2 separate regions of the Mus musculus genome follow, and region 1 is linked to region 2. Evidence: chromatin contacts called from public HiChIP or PLAC-seq data. All regions are on one chromosome and are shown on one strand. Each heading gives the region's core, a stretch centred on a gene start, on an enhancer-like site or on the middle of the called end of the contact. The rest is flanking DNA. Distances are from core to core; before and after follow the strand shown. Region 1 holds the start of Fam110a (family with sequence similarity 110, member A). Region 2 holds the start of Cst3 (cystatin C).

Evidence for each region. HiChIP or PLAC-seq counts read pairs in DNA pulled down with a chosen protein or histone mark.
Region 1: an H3K27ac HiChIP or PLAC-seq map of bone marrow-derived dendritic cells shows a contact between it and region 2, with 8 times the contacts expected there. The contact joins the promoter of Fam110a here to the promoter of Cst3 in region 2. A contact is called at or near these places in 4 of 39 promoter capture datasets (cranial neural crest, frontonasal cranial neural crest, maxillary cranial neural crest and 1 more) and 1 of 115 datasets of contacts at active chromatin or transcription factors (bone marrow-derived dendritic cells).

What each region holds. Positions count from the first base shown.
Region 1 is chr2:151,977,000-151,983,696 of GRCm38.p6, reverse strand. Fam110a (family with sequence similarity 110, member A) reads left to right here and starts at 3,478. Exons shown (of 2, transcript NM_146127.3): 1 at 3,478-3,704.
Region 2 is chr2:148,872,775-148,879,370 of GRCm38.p6, reverse strand. It overlaps Cst3 (cystatin C), which reads left to right and starts at 3,859. Exons shown (of 3, transcript NM_009976.4): 1 at 3,859-4,218; 2 at 6,441-6,554. The coding sequence starts at 3,994.

The DNA.
Region 1 (6,697 bases), core at 2,229-4,728, 3.1 Mb before region 2:
TACTTTCCCAGACCAGATGAAATTGGCATAGCCTTAGACTCCCCTGTCCTTGCTGACAGAGATCTCTTCTGAATTATTATTATTATTCTGATGTTATTAGCTGCTCCCCTGTCTGTCTAAAGCTGACACACAGTAAGTGCTCAGTCAATGAATCTGTGGAATGGAACAGAGGATAGCTGCAGATCGACCAATGCAGATACACACACTAACTGAGAGCCACAGTTAACTCATGGTAACTTCTTTTAAGTTTTCCTGAGCTGGGGAGATCCCTTACTGTGTAAGATACTTGCTGTGCAAGCTTGAGGACCTGAGTTCAAATCCCCAGAACTCACATAAGCTACATGTGACCACAGGCTGTGGCAGGGCAGAGATAGGAGGCTCATAGCACTTGCTGGCCACCAGCTGAGTCCCAGGCTCAATGAGATGTCTTATCTCAAGAGAACAGGATGGAGAGGGCCAGGTGGATGACCAGGCTTAGATCCCTAGAACCTACAAGATAGAAGGAGAGAACTGATTTCTATACGTTGTCCTTTACCTGTGCATGCACACTGGTGAGTGCACTTCCCTGCCCCCAGGAGAAAATGCAAAAACATAAACTAAAATCAAAAGAGAGTAAGGCAGAGGTAAGAGGCCATCTGTGTGTCTGATCTATATAACAGGCTCTGGGAAAGCCAGGGCTACATAGAGAGAGCCTGGAGAGAGAGAGACAGAGACAGAGACAGAGACAGAGACAGAGACACAGAGAACAGGATACCCAAATTCCTCTTCTAGTCTCTGTGTACACATGTCCTAAACACACGTGTGTAAATATAACTTTTATTCTCATGTAGTAATTATCTGAGAGGATTACTGTCTCTATCTGCTAACCTAGGCATAGTCCCAAAAGCTTCTAGCCTTTGAACAATCTTATCTAGGCCTAGAATGTTTTCAGCCTGAGACTTGCTGTTGAATAAGCTCACCCTTTCTTGTTCCTTCTTAACTCTGGCTGGCTGGTTAACTCAGCTGTTCTGGCTCAAATTTCTCTCTAAGTTGACTGATTCATTCTCTCTCTCTCTCTCTCTCTCTCTCTCTCTCTCTCTCTCTCTCTCCCTCCCTCTCTCTCTCCCCCTCTCTCTCCTGAATTGCTTAGCTTGGCCTCATGTTAATTCTAGAAATCTGTTCTAATCTTTGGCTCCTTTTTATTCTCTGGCTCATTGTATCTATCTCCATCTGTGTCTAGCTTGTTCTCTCTTTAACCTGTCTCCGTACAACTGTCCTGGTCAAACTGCCTCCTTCCTCTCTCTGCAATGCCCCCAAGTATCTTCCCTGTCCTCTCTCTTCTCCTGAGAGTTGGGCATATCCTATTCTGTCAAATCTTTCTCTGATTCATCACTTTATCTGCCGCTCAACTAGACATCACTTTCAAACATCGATGCTTCCTTCTACAAACTAACTTCACCTTTGTTGTTTGGCATTAAAGGTGTGTGCTAAGGGCTGAGCCACACCACAACTAGAGACAGATTTTTTTTTTCAGTAACTAACACAGTCTGGGGGTTCACAGTGTGATCAAATATCCTGCAATACACATGTATGAATGCATCACACACACACATACAAACAAAAGTTTAAAAAATTCTGTGACAGTTCAAGACTTGGAAATTTGCAAATGTCACAGAAGTATGAATAAGAAGCTAAGTGCTGAGAGGCAGCATCTTTCCTGCAGGTTAGCTTTCACAGAGCCAGAGGTGCAGTGTAGGCTGCTGGGAGAGAAGAGATGTCAGCAGTCTTACCCAGATGTGAATCCTCTGAACTGCAATAGTGACCAGCAAGGCACAAATGCTTTCGTGGTAGCCAACAGCGTTTTGGTTGGACTTACAGCTTGTTCCACAGGAGGATGTGCATGTCTGGTATTGCAAATCTGGCCAAGAACCCATGGTTAGGGAGCCTACTGGTCCCAGGGTGAACCTACTGCTATTATTTGCTAAATGGTCACACTATCAAACTGCCTTCTAAATTCACTCTATATCCATAAAACTAATGCAGCTTACAGACGCCATCAGAGAAGGTTTTCTGTGCCATGGACAGCACAACTGGTCGAGGGGCTGGGAATAAGAGTCTGTGGAGGGCTCTGCCACCGGTGTGAAATATGTATCAAATCAGGACGGAAAGACTGTAAGAGCCAGAGGTCAGAGAGGACCAGAGTAAAACAGACTCTTGTGGGCACTTCAGGGCCACTGCGCCGGCAAACCACAGCAGCTGTGGTTGTCTGTACATGATCAAGCCAGTTAACATTTCAGTACAGAGAGGGGAGAGGCTATGAGCCCCCACTGGAGGAGCTAGTTAGTTATAGCTGAATGTTTCTGGGGGAAGGAAAGTCAGTTTTTTAAAGGGTTGCAGCAGATTAGACTTGGTGCCTTTTAAAAAAACAAAAACAGGAGGAAGAGAGGGTGGGTGTAGGAGGAGTTAAGGGGAGAGAGTGCGGTAAATACGACTAAAATACACTGTGTTTATGTATTAAATTCTCAATGAATGAATAAAAGTATTATCTTTTAAGTGTAAAGGAATTAGTTGCTGTTTGTTATTGTAAATAGGCTATGTTTATTTAAATAGTATGGTTATGTATTTAATATCTATCTATGCTGTACAGAGAGTTTTGAAGTATGCTTAAAACATGACACTTCCTTAGCATTCTCCCATTGTTCTTAAATGTCGTTTAATCTAATCGTTGTAAGTTAATGCATGGTATTCCCAGCTGGAAAGCGGCGTTGAAGGTAGGTACCTCAGAGCTGGGTCATGAGTCCTGACAAGAATTATGTAGAAAGCTCGATTCAGCTTCTTTCCCAGGATCGACGTCTATAATTGATCTGGTTTTGATAAGCACAGTGGGAGCTACGGGTGTGCCCGTTTGAGGATTGACTTGCCATTTCAGGTTAGGGGAACAGAGAGGGAGAGAGGATTGTGGGTAAACACACAGAGAGGTAGCTGCTGAGTTGGAAGTAGGGCCTAGTTTGGGGGGTGGTCACTTAGTACCAACTCATGGGGAGACTTAAGTCAGGCAGCAAGTGTGAGGACTACTTGGGCAAAACGCATGAATTCCGAGTCAGCCTGGGCAACTTGGTGAGACCCTGCCTCCAAAGAAAAAAGTGAAGGGAGAGAAAGCTAGGTATGGCATAGACCTATAATCCTAGTACTAAGGAGGTTGTGGCCAGCCTGGGCTAGGCTAGTTATGTGTGAAGGCCCTGCCTCAAAACCCCAAAAATATTGGTACTAGTGCCTGTGCAAAACCAAGCAAACAAATTTGGGACTAGTAACTCTTGCAGCTGGAGACCGAGGAAGTCCAGCTGGAAGAGAAGAAAGGTCTGCCAAGGCCTGGGCAGCCGGAAGGCCAAGCGGCCAGCTGGGCTCCGGGCAGCAGTCGCCCTGCTGCATCTGCGGCTCCTGATGTTGCCTGGCAACCCGGGTGGCGCGCCGTTCGAACGGAAGCGACGGGCCAATCAGGAAGTCCGGGGCGAACCATTGCAGCAACGGGGACGGCGGGCTCACTTCCCTTTCCTCTGGGGCCCCAGGGACGTTCTCCCGGAGGGAATCGTGGGACAGCCAGGGCGTCCCACTCGGAAGAGCTCGCCGGTCTTCACACGTAGTAGCCTTCTCAGGTCTGCAGGGACCACCAGCTGTCAGCCTCGGCAGCCGGCGAGGAGCGGGATTCCTCTGGACGTGGGCTGCAGGTGAGCATGGGGGTAGGAGGCGGAGGGTCCCGGGGCAGTGCCCACGCATTAACCCGGGCAAGAGTCTCAGTACAGGGGGTCGACAGAGGAGAGTTCGTGTCTAGTGTCCAGCCCAGGGGGCCAGCAAAGGATCCAGGCTGTTTCCCTTTCCCACTCTGCAGTTCCCGCTCCTGGCCGATCAGAGGAACCCCGCGGGTTACTCTTTAAGGGGCTTATTGGGAAGACGTGGCTCAGGGGATCCCAGGGCTAGGCTACCCGTGCCCTACCGGCCCTTGGAGTTCCCCTTCAGGACATATACCATTCCCTCCCCATTCGCAACTTTTCTGCCTTACAGGGTTCTACAGAGTCCCAGTTCCCAGTGCTGCCCTCTCAGAGGGCCTCCCTGGGTTGAGTCCCTAGGACTGCAGGGCAGGGTTGAGTCCCTAGGACTGCGGATCCAAAGGCCTTGGAAGTCATGTGGATGTGTGTGTGTGTGTGTGTGTGTGTGTGTGGTACCTCTAAGCCAGAGTTGCTGGAACTGGACTTGAGAGTTGGGTGCAGGGTCAGACCCTCCCAAGTAGAGCATCTAATTTAGGCTGGACTCTTACCTACCCCCCTGTTGTTGATCTCGTTTCGTAGGTGGGGAATCTGAGGTTCTGTGAAGTTGAGGCTGTTGCTCAAAGGCACAGACTTAACTATGCAGAAGTCTTCAGTCCTTGACACAGGGAATCACCGACTCGATGGAGGATCTCTTATGAAGGGAACTACTCTTCCTCTGAGCCTCATTCTGGCTCTGGGGGAGCTGTGCTTGTCCATCTGTCTTTGTGTCATGCTCCCTACTCCAACTCTTGTATGGCCCAAGCTGGCCTCAATCTTACTATGTATGACCAGGCTGGTCTTGAACTCTCCGTCTTCCTAAATCTGCCTCCTCGGATGACAAGCATGTGCCACTGGCACACCAGTTCTGTGCCATTTTCGGGATAGAACCCAGGGCTTGGTTTGTGCTAAGAGAGCAATCTACTAGATGAGTTACACCACTGCCTCATTTCTTTCCACGTCGTCTAGCTTCCTGTAGCCTGATCTCTCCCCGAGTGTCCTGTTTTTCTCAGTAGCGTCTGTTCCATATTATGCGTGAGGTGTCTTATTAAGCAGTTTATTATCTTCCCCAGTGGAATGTGTCGGGCAAATGAGATGCTTAGCACAGGCACAAAAATGTCAGGGTGGCCGAAACTTGCAGAATCAAGATGATCAAAGCCAACATCTGTTGGCCATTTGCTGTGTATTGTGCTGGGGGTGGAGCAGGATAGGGTGGTGTCACTCAGGTGGACTCTGGCCAGCAGAGCCAGCATAGGCATTGTTATGAGCACACACACACACACTCTCTCCTCCAGCTACCTCACTTTAGGCAAAATGACAGGTGCCTCCGTGCTTCAGTGATTTGCAGCAAGCAAGAACTGGACAGACGCAGAATGGCCCTCAGTAAGGACTGATGGGAAATAATCCGAAACTCCTTAGATACTTTTGTGGCACCAAGAGGAACATAGATGACTAGCAAAGGGTCTGGGTGAGAATTACACACATAGCATGATGCGCTTTGCAATCCTGAACCCTGACTGTGGGCCAACTAATTGAGAAGACACAGACATAGTGATTACATCTACAGAAAGTTATGAGGTCACTGCCCTGCCTGGGGTTTGTCATTGGCTGTGTGAGTTTGGGCAAGTTTCTTCACATTTCTGAGCTGGGGTAAAACACTGCATGTGGAGTTCAGGCCTAGGCAGGACAGGAAGTGGGTGTGGCCACAGGCCTAATTCAAGCCTCACCTTCCTATCCTGGGTCAGGCAGGCCCTTCCCTAAGGCCTTGCTTGTTAGTCTTTCTGTCTCTCCTCTCTCCTTCTCTTCCTCCTTCACTGCAAGTCTGCCTTTGTTCCCATTTTTGTCAGGGTGCAAACTGAGTCCCCAGAGTTTGAGTTAAGTGGAGAGTGTGTGCTGGAGTGGTTCACGCAGGAGTTCACTGTCCTAGGCATCCTGGCCCCTCCCATGGCAGCCCACTCCTAACTCCTTGAGGTTTGTACAGAGCTACTCTGAGCAAGGCTGACTCCAGGGCAAGCCAGGGCATGAGCCTAGTGAAAACTCCAGAAATAGCTTGGAACCTGGCCTGCCCTGGAGAATGCCCAGCAGGGCGTCCAACCTGGACAGCTGGGCTGCCTCTTCCCCACTGCCTGGAGCCTTCTTGATCCTCTCCTGCAGCAGCCAAAGGCCTCCCTGTCTATGGAGCCTGATCCGGCTTTCCTTTGAAAGGACAGAGAAGCAGGTGGGAGGTACAGAATCGCATAAAATGATCAACCCTAGAAATCCCACCTTATACTGGGAAGAGAGGACACACGGCTGCCTGGGCTTAGAATGCTTGCCCCGTGCTGAGAACTTTAGCAGTGTGAGCTGTGATTTCGGTCCACTCTATGAAGTGAGGGGATTGCTGCTTTTAATGCATGGATGCGTATCCTGCAGCAGGCTTGTGAGAGGACACTTAAAGGAGTCAGTTCTCTCCTTCTACTGTGGCACTGAACTTGGATCCTCAGGGGACTGAACTCGGATCACGAGGCTTGTATGGCAAACACTTTCACCCCAAGCCATGTCTCTGGCCCCAGCGTCACCACTTTGAAGTACACAACTCTATACCCAATAACCAGTCATTTCCCACCCTCAGACTCCCCGGCACTGCCACCCTACCCCGCTCCTGGTGTTTTGACTCTGTGGACACAGAAGAGTGCAGTCGCTGTCTCACTGGATTCCGCTTACCGCACTCAGCCTGCTGCCTTCAAGTTCCGTTCATGCTGCAGCCGGCAGCTTTCCCTCTTAAAGGCCGAGTTACCGACCAGACATGTGTGTTTCACGTTTCTTTACCCCTTCACTCGTCGGTGGGCACTTTTGGCTGTGGTGACTAATGCTGCCGGAGATTCAGTGCAAGGGTTTCTGCTGGCACACTGTAGATCCTTTGAGATGAGTGTTTAGAA
Region 2 (6,596 bases), core at 2,610-5,109:
CTTGTAAGCTGAAGCCCAGAAAAATGGGTGGAGCATCCTGCTGCTCCAGCCAGCTGCCTGTGTCCTCAGAAGTCCTTTCCCTATGCCTCTCCACTAGGCTGTAGTAAATCCATCCCTGCCTCTACTCTTGTAAATAGTCTGAGAATAAGAAGCAACCTGAACTCAAGACTAGCAGAATAGACAGTATCTACCTTCCTGTGAGTTGTAAAACAGTCAGATAGAAAACACTAGACACTGCTCGCCCACATCTCTCTACATGGAATACATCACAGTTTCCAGTGATAAGGGATCAACCCCACCCCAGCCCTAACACTGCAATGAAGCTCGAGCACAAAACCTGGAAGCACCCATCACACCATGAATTGGTAATAGGAAAAGGAGAGAAGGGGGAGAATACAGAAGTGGGTGCACAGGGGACTTCAGAGCCCAACCTCTAAGAGCCTCAGGCACTCTATAAGGGAAGCTTCAGGTTCTCCTATTATAAGAGGAGCCCTGTGGCTCAGCTCTTGGCTTCCTGCTTTTCTCAGAATGTCTGGAATGTCAGTCGTTTATCTGGAAACTGCAGGCCCCAGGACACAAACTATTCTTTCATGCTGAGCTGTGACCACTGAAGCCTGCCATCTCTTTGCCACTTCTAGCCCTGCCTCCAAGTGAGCTAGATGAAGAATAAGCAGACTTTTTAACCCAAGAGTTGTCTCACTTTCCACCTCTTACTGCACCTAACTGGAAGCTGTCCTTACAGTTCCTGAAAGTACACTTCTGTAGTGTCTGACCCTTGGGGATCAGAGGTACCACTCACAGGTCACCTACTCTCTCAAATAATTCTGAGCCAACCGTATAATAGAGATATGGCAGGCAGTATGGTCACAGAGGTCAACATGCATATCACTTCTCTCCAACATGCTCCCATCCACATTAGTCCACCTTGGACCTTCTTTCTAGTGAGAAATGATGGGATAAGGAGGGTTCTCCCTGGTTCAACTCACTCTCTGTAAAACAATGGTCCTGAGATTAGAGCCCCAGAAAAATCCAATGTCTACCCAGCATTCTGCTCAGAGAGACCTGGCCAGATGCAGCCCTCTTTCCTATCTGTCTGTCAGTCTGCCTCCCCTTTTCTATTTATCTAGGAAAATATCACATACAGGTGTTTAACGATTTCCACTTTACAAATGACAATTGCTTTTCTTGCCGCAGGTGCTTTATCTTGTAGGGCAGCATAAACATTATTACTCTGGTACTCATAGTGGGGTTAGGTTATAGCAATGCCTCAGGGTCCCCTATTCTAATCCTTAACATAAATACTCATTAGTGACATTGTTAGTATCTGTTAGATTCCTGCTGATAGGGTCTAATCCAGAGCTCAGACCCAAGGTCAGAGCAGAGATGTCACTAAGTTACCAGTACCTACCACCCCCAATATAATCCTTCTTTGTATCCTTTGAGAGCCCAGGACCTTCCAGTGTTCCTCTCAAAACCAGATACCTTCACTACCAGCTCATTTGTCACAGGGGCATTTTCAAGTACAGAACATAAGAGAGTGAGGTTGAAAGAAGAAATAAAGTCAGCTATCTGCATAGAACTCAACTCAATCCTGTCTACTCCCAGTGGTGCATAGTGAGCATGGGCTTGCTTGATCCTGAGCTGGAGGGTGTGTCTGCCTACACAGTATCCACTTGAACATATATTCTACCTGAAGAGAAAGGGAACTAAGAATCTGGTTAAGGAAACAGTGCAAAGGAACCTCATGGTGCTTCTGCCCCAGAGGGCCAGACACTGCTCTCACTACATGTTTACAGGAAGTCCAAGAATAGACAGAAAAATGAGCCTCCAGGGACAGATGGACTGGCAAGGGTCCAGTGGGCACCAACACGGACCAAAAAGGCACCAGGGAACTTTACAAGGTCAGCCACATGTGCTGAATTTGTGTGCACTCATTGAAATTATTTTATACACATAAAATAAGTCATATGTTAACAATACCTCACTCCTGGTAAGTCAGTGGAAACTATGTAACCTTCCAATCAGAGGGAAATCACAGACCCACAGTGAGGCTCCCTTAGGGGAGCAGCTCGAATAGACCTTGTGCTTGAATGTTCATCCTCAGCTGCCTGCCCTCTCACTAGCTTGTCCCATAGCCCTCAAGCCCCAGCCTTCCTCTAGCATCCACACAGCTGCCAGAGTTAGAGTCCTGGCCCTACCCCTTCCCTGCTTATGTAAACTTACCCCTTGCCAGTGTTCCTTGTTTCTAAACAGAAAAGCCCTGTTGGACCTCATCACCTAAGCAGGGGTCATTCCCTCTGACTGGTGCTATCTCCCTGGTCTAGGTGGAACTCCTCGACTGTTTGAATCCCAAAGGGATCTTTCAACTAATATCTACTGGCACCCATCTCTTGCTCCCCCTATCTCACTTTCTACAGAGCATTATAATCATCTGATCTTAATTATTGATCACCTCCCATACTACCACTAGCACAAACCTTAAACTTTAAAGCTTAAACCTTATGCAGTACTATAGCCACCAGCATCAGCAGTTAGCAGATGTGGAAAGGGGGGTCAGACTGAGTGAACATTGGTCCTAAATGTTACAAATATACACAGACTCTAAAGGATTACTATACACATTAAGGAATATAATCTGTTTCCTTAAGAGTTATTATTATATATTGAAATTACATTTGATAGGTTAAATAAAACGTATTAAAGACTTCAATATTTGGGTTTTGTTATCACTGATTTGTCTGTTTGTTTTTTAACAAGAGGGTCTCACTGTGTAGCCCTGTCTTCTCCTCCTCCTCCTCCTCCTCCTCCTCCTCCTCCTCCTCCTCCTCCTCCTCCTCCACCTCCTCCTCCACCTCCTCCCCCTCCCCCTCTCCCTCTCCCTCTCCCTCTCCCTCTCCCTCTCCCTCTCTCCCTCCCTCTCCCTCTCCCCCTCCCTCTCCCTCTCCCCCTCCCCCTCCTCCTCCTTCTTCTTTTTCTTCTAAGATTTCACTGTGTAGCCCTTGCTGGCCTGGAACCAGAGATGTAGACCAAGCTGGTCTTGAACACAGATCTACCTACTTCTGCCTTCCATGTACTGGAATTAAATACATGCGCCATCATACCCAGCCTCATACCGTAGTTTTTAACCTGTCTACTAGGAAGCATAAAAGACACATGGGTTCATCTTAGATGGATATACTGGGCAGCCTGTTACAATATCCATTCGGGGCTTGGCCTCCTGTGGTATCTCCAGGCCCTAGAGTGGCCTGGTCTAGGAAGAAGCCTAGGATGGTTTCTTTAAGGATAATGAGTAGTTACACAGAATGCTGCACACTTCCCCACTCCCCCAAGATCAATTTATTTTCCTTTGACAAGTATCTTAGGACAGGGCCTTCAGGAAAATGAAATAATAGCCCTGCTCCGAGCATTCCCACATAGTGACCCTGCTCTCCATCAAGTGATCGAGGCTGAACTTTGAAGATGCAGGAAATTAAAGACTCGTTGCCCTTTTCCTTTCTGGAGAAACAGGGTTCAGATGTCACTGGCATTTTAGGGTCCAGAGAGCAATGACCAACTTCTCTGGTGAAACCACACTTCATGAAACAGGGAACTTGGAGTAAAAGGGGAAGCTGTGGAAAAGGGCACAGAAGAGGAACTGGTAAGAACAGAAAGCTAAGAGTGAAGAAGGAAGGGAGAGGCGGGGCAGGGATGGGGGAGGGGAGGCTCAGCAGGGAATGGGAATCTGGCAGCTCTTTAAGAGGTATCTGACCTACAAGGCAAGAACAGACTAGCAGCTGACTGAAGCAGAGGGAGGGCGGGGCCGTTCGGAAGAGGAGGCGGGGCCCGCTAGGGGGCAGACGGAAAAGGGAGGGTGGCCGCCGGAAAAGGAGGAGCCAGGAGAGGCGGGCGGGTCCCTAACGCTCGCATTTGGGTAAAAGTCGCACGGAGTAGCAGCGTCTGTTCTGCACCAACTCAGAGTCTTGTTGGAGCTTTATCCCTTTGTCCTAGCCAACCATGGCCAGCCCGCTGCGCTCCTTGCTGTTCCTGCTGGCCGTCCTGGCCGTGGCCTGGGCGGCGACCCCAAAACAAGGCCCGCGAATGTTGGGAGCCCCGGAGGAGGCAGATGCCAATGAGGAAGGCGTGCGGCGAGCGTTGGACTTCGCTGTGAGCGAGTACAACAAGGGCAGCAACGATGCGTACCACAGCCGCGCCATACAGGTGGTGAGAGCTCGTAAGCAGGTACGTGTCCCTGCTGTCCCCTGCTCTCCCGACGTCTCCAGGCCGCTCCCACCCAGGCACCCCTAGCTAGGGCGCGGTTTGCATCTGCAGTTGTTAATCAACACCTTTGCTTCTTATGGGAGCGGTCCTCTCTCTTCCTTTCTTCTCTGGTCTACTCATTGTGTTAACATTCATCTTTTGTTTATTCTGGAACTCAGAAGAGCCCAGCGGGTGGGCCTCCTAGCTCTGTTTCCAAAAGGCCACCCAGAGAAGGTACTAAGGATGTAGGTCAAACGCTCCCTGGGCGGAGCTCACCTCCCTTAGCCGCCTGGGGTCAATGTCAACTGCTAATGATCTGGCTTCACTTAATCGCGCTACTTGAAACTCATTCTGACAGACGGCAGATTTCACCCCATCCTTCCAGTAAACACTTGGCCATGTTCCAATCTCCTTGCTCTACTCAGGAGCACGTGTACGTGGGTGTGTGTTTATAGTCACTTATTTTTGTGTATACTTTCAGAGTCAACACTTCCGGAAAACAAGGGCATTCTCTACATACCCAAGATTCCATTTGGAAAATTGGGAACCCACGAACACTCAGGTCCTTCACTCAAAGTCTCAGTTTGCTGGTCTCCACTATGGACTCTGCTAGCAAGGGCCATTTCTATCCAGTCTGGCAGCCTGTCTTTTTCTCTGAGCACTGCCTGTGCTGCCTTGCTGTTTTGGTAGCACTGTAGAATGGTCCAGACAGCTGTGGTGATCAGTCCTGTACCACACAGTCAGGCTCCCTTCAGCCATGACTCGGTTTGTGATGGGTGAACCTCAAAGCTAAACAACCCCTTGATGCTGCAGCCGTATTAGCTTGTACACAGTGTGGCCAGGGCACATTTCTCAGAAGGAGCCTCTATCCTTAAGGGACACATAACTGTGTAGATTGGTGTCTGAGTTTCTTGGCTGTCATGTTGGTGCAGGTCACCAGGCAGGTCCCCTTGTGTCTTCTCAGAAGGTGCTGTCTAGTTGTTCTAAGAAGCCTTGCTTCCCTCTTCTTGTGGCCCTGGAATATCCTCGGGATATCCCTCAGGGGTTTTGCTAATTACCCCCCAAGATAGCTCTAATCACCCTCCACCCACTGAGTAGATGGACAGACTACCTTAGACTTAGACTCTGACAGAGGAGCTAGCTGCAGGAGCTGCTAAAGCCCCAAAGTTGACCCAAAGGAAGCCCAGGTTTTAGACGACAAAGAGTTGTATGCCAGTGTGTAGAGCTCATTTCTACCTTCTCTTGAAAATACAAACGAGTTAAATCCTGCTCCATTTTTTTCTCCTGCTGCTGGGATCAACCTTGAGAAAACTCCACTTCCCAGCTGCCTTGGACCTTGAGGGCCAGTGCACCTCTTAATTGTGGCAACAGATGGAGCAAAGTATAAGGAGTTGTAGGTTCTTTGGTCTGCAGGTCTCCTTTAACTAGTAGGAAAATCAGGACATTCTCCCAAATCCAGAGCTGTTTTTGGTCCTGCGGGGCAATCAATACACAGAGCCCTGTACCCCTCCACCCCGACCTATGTCCCTCAGTTTGTGCTTCCCATTTCTGACAAGTTGATCTGGTGTGCCCCATTATGGGGAGAGGGATAAGTGCTATTCTTAAATTGCAAATGGAAGACCTACAGGGAAATGACATGCTTGAGAAAATTCTGGAGAGTCTCTCTGAAGGAGAAATCATTTAAGAGTGCTCTTCCCTCTGACTTGAAACATCCCCGTGTGTGAAGCATCCCATGTCCTCTTGTCCCTGAAAGGAAGGAGTCCTAGGTAAATAAATATGTTCTCTCTAGGCTGTGTATGGGGAATGGCTGGCTCTCCACCAGTGCTGTCGTGTCTGAGCCTGAGGAGCCACAGTCAGCAGAATTGAGTTAATCCCACACTGCAGCCCAGAGCCTTTGCTTATGCTCAGAGAACAAACCTAGGCTCCTAGAACAGCCTTCCCTACTCACAGAAAGGTTTGTCAGTGCTAGCTTCTGCCTTTTGTGTTCTGCTTCTCCTCTTAGTCAGCTACATATGACAACTTGTCAGAGTTGCTCAGAATAAAACAATTGCCAACAGAGCCTGGGGCGCTTGTCTGTGGGTGAGATTTCTGGCTGCCTATGAATCCAGGCATAAGTCCTAGGTAAACACTTCGGGTCTGTGATGGAAGGCAGCTGTGTGGAAGTCACTTGACTGCACTGTTCAATCCTGCTCTTCTCACTGTAGCTCGTGGCTGGAGTGAACTATTTTTTGGATGTGGAGATGGGCCGAACTACATGTACCAAGTCCCAGACAAATTTGACTGACTGTCCTTTCCATGACCAGCCCCATCTGATGAGGGTAGGTACTTGATATCAGCCTAAGGGCAATCGTGCAGGCAAA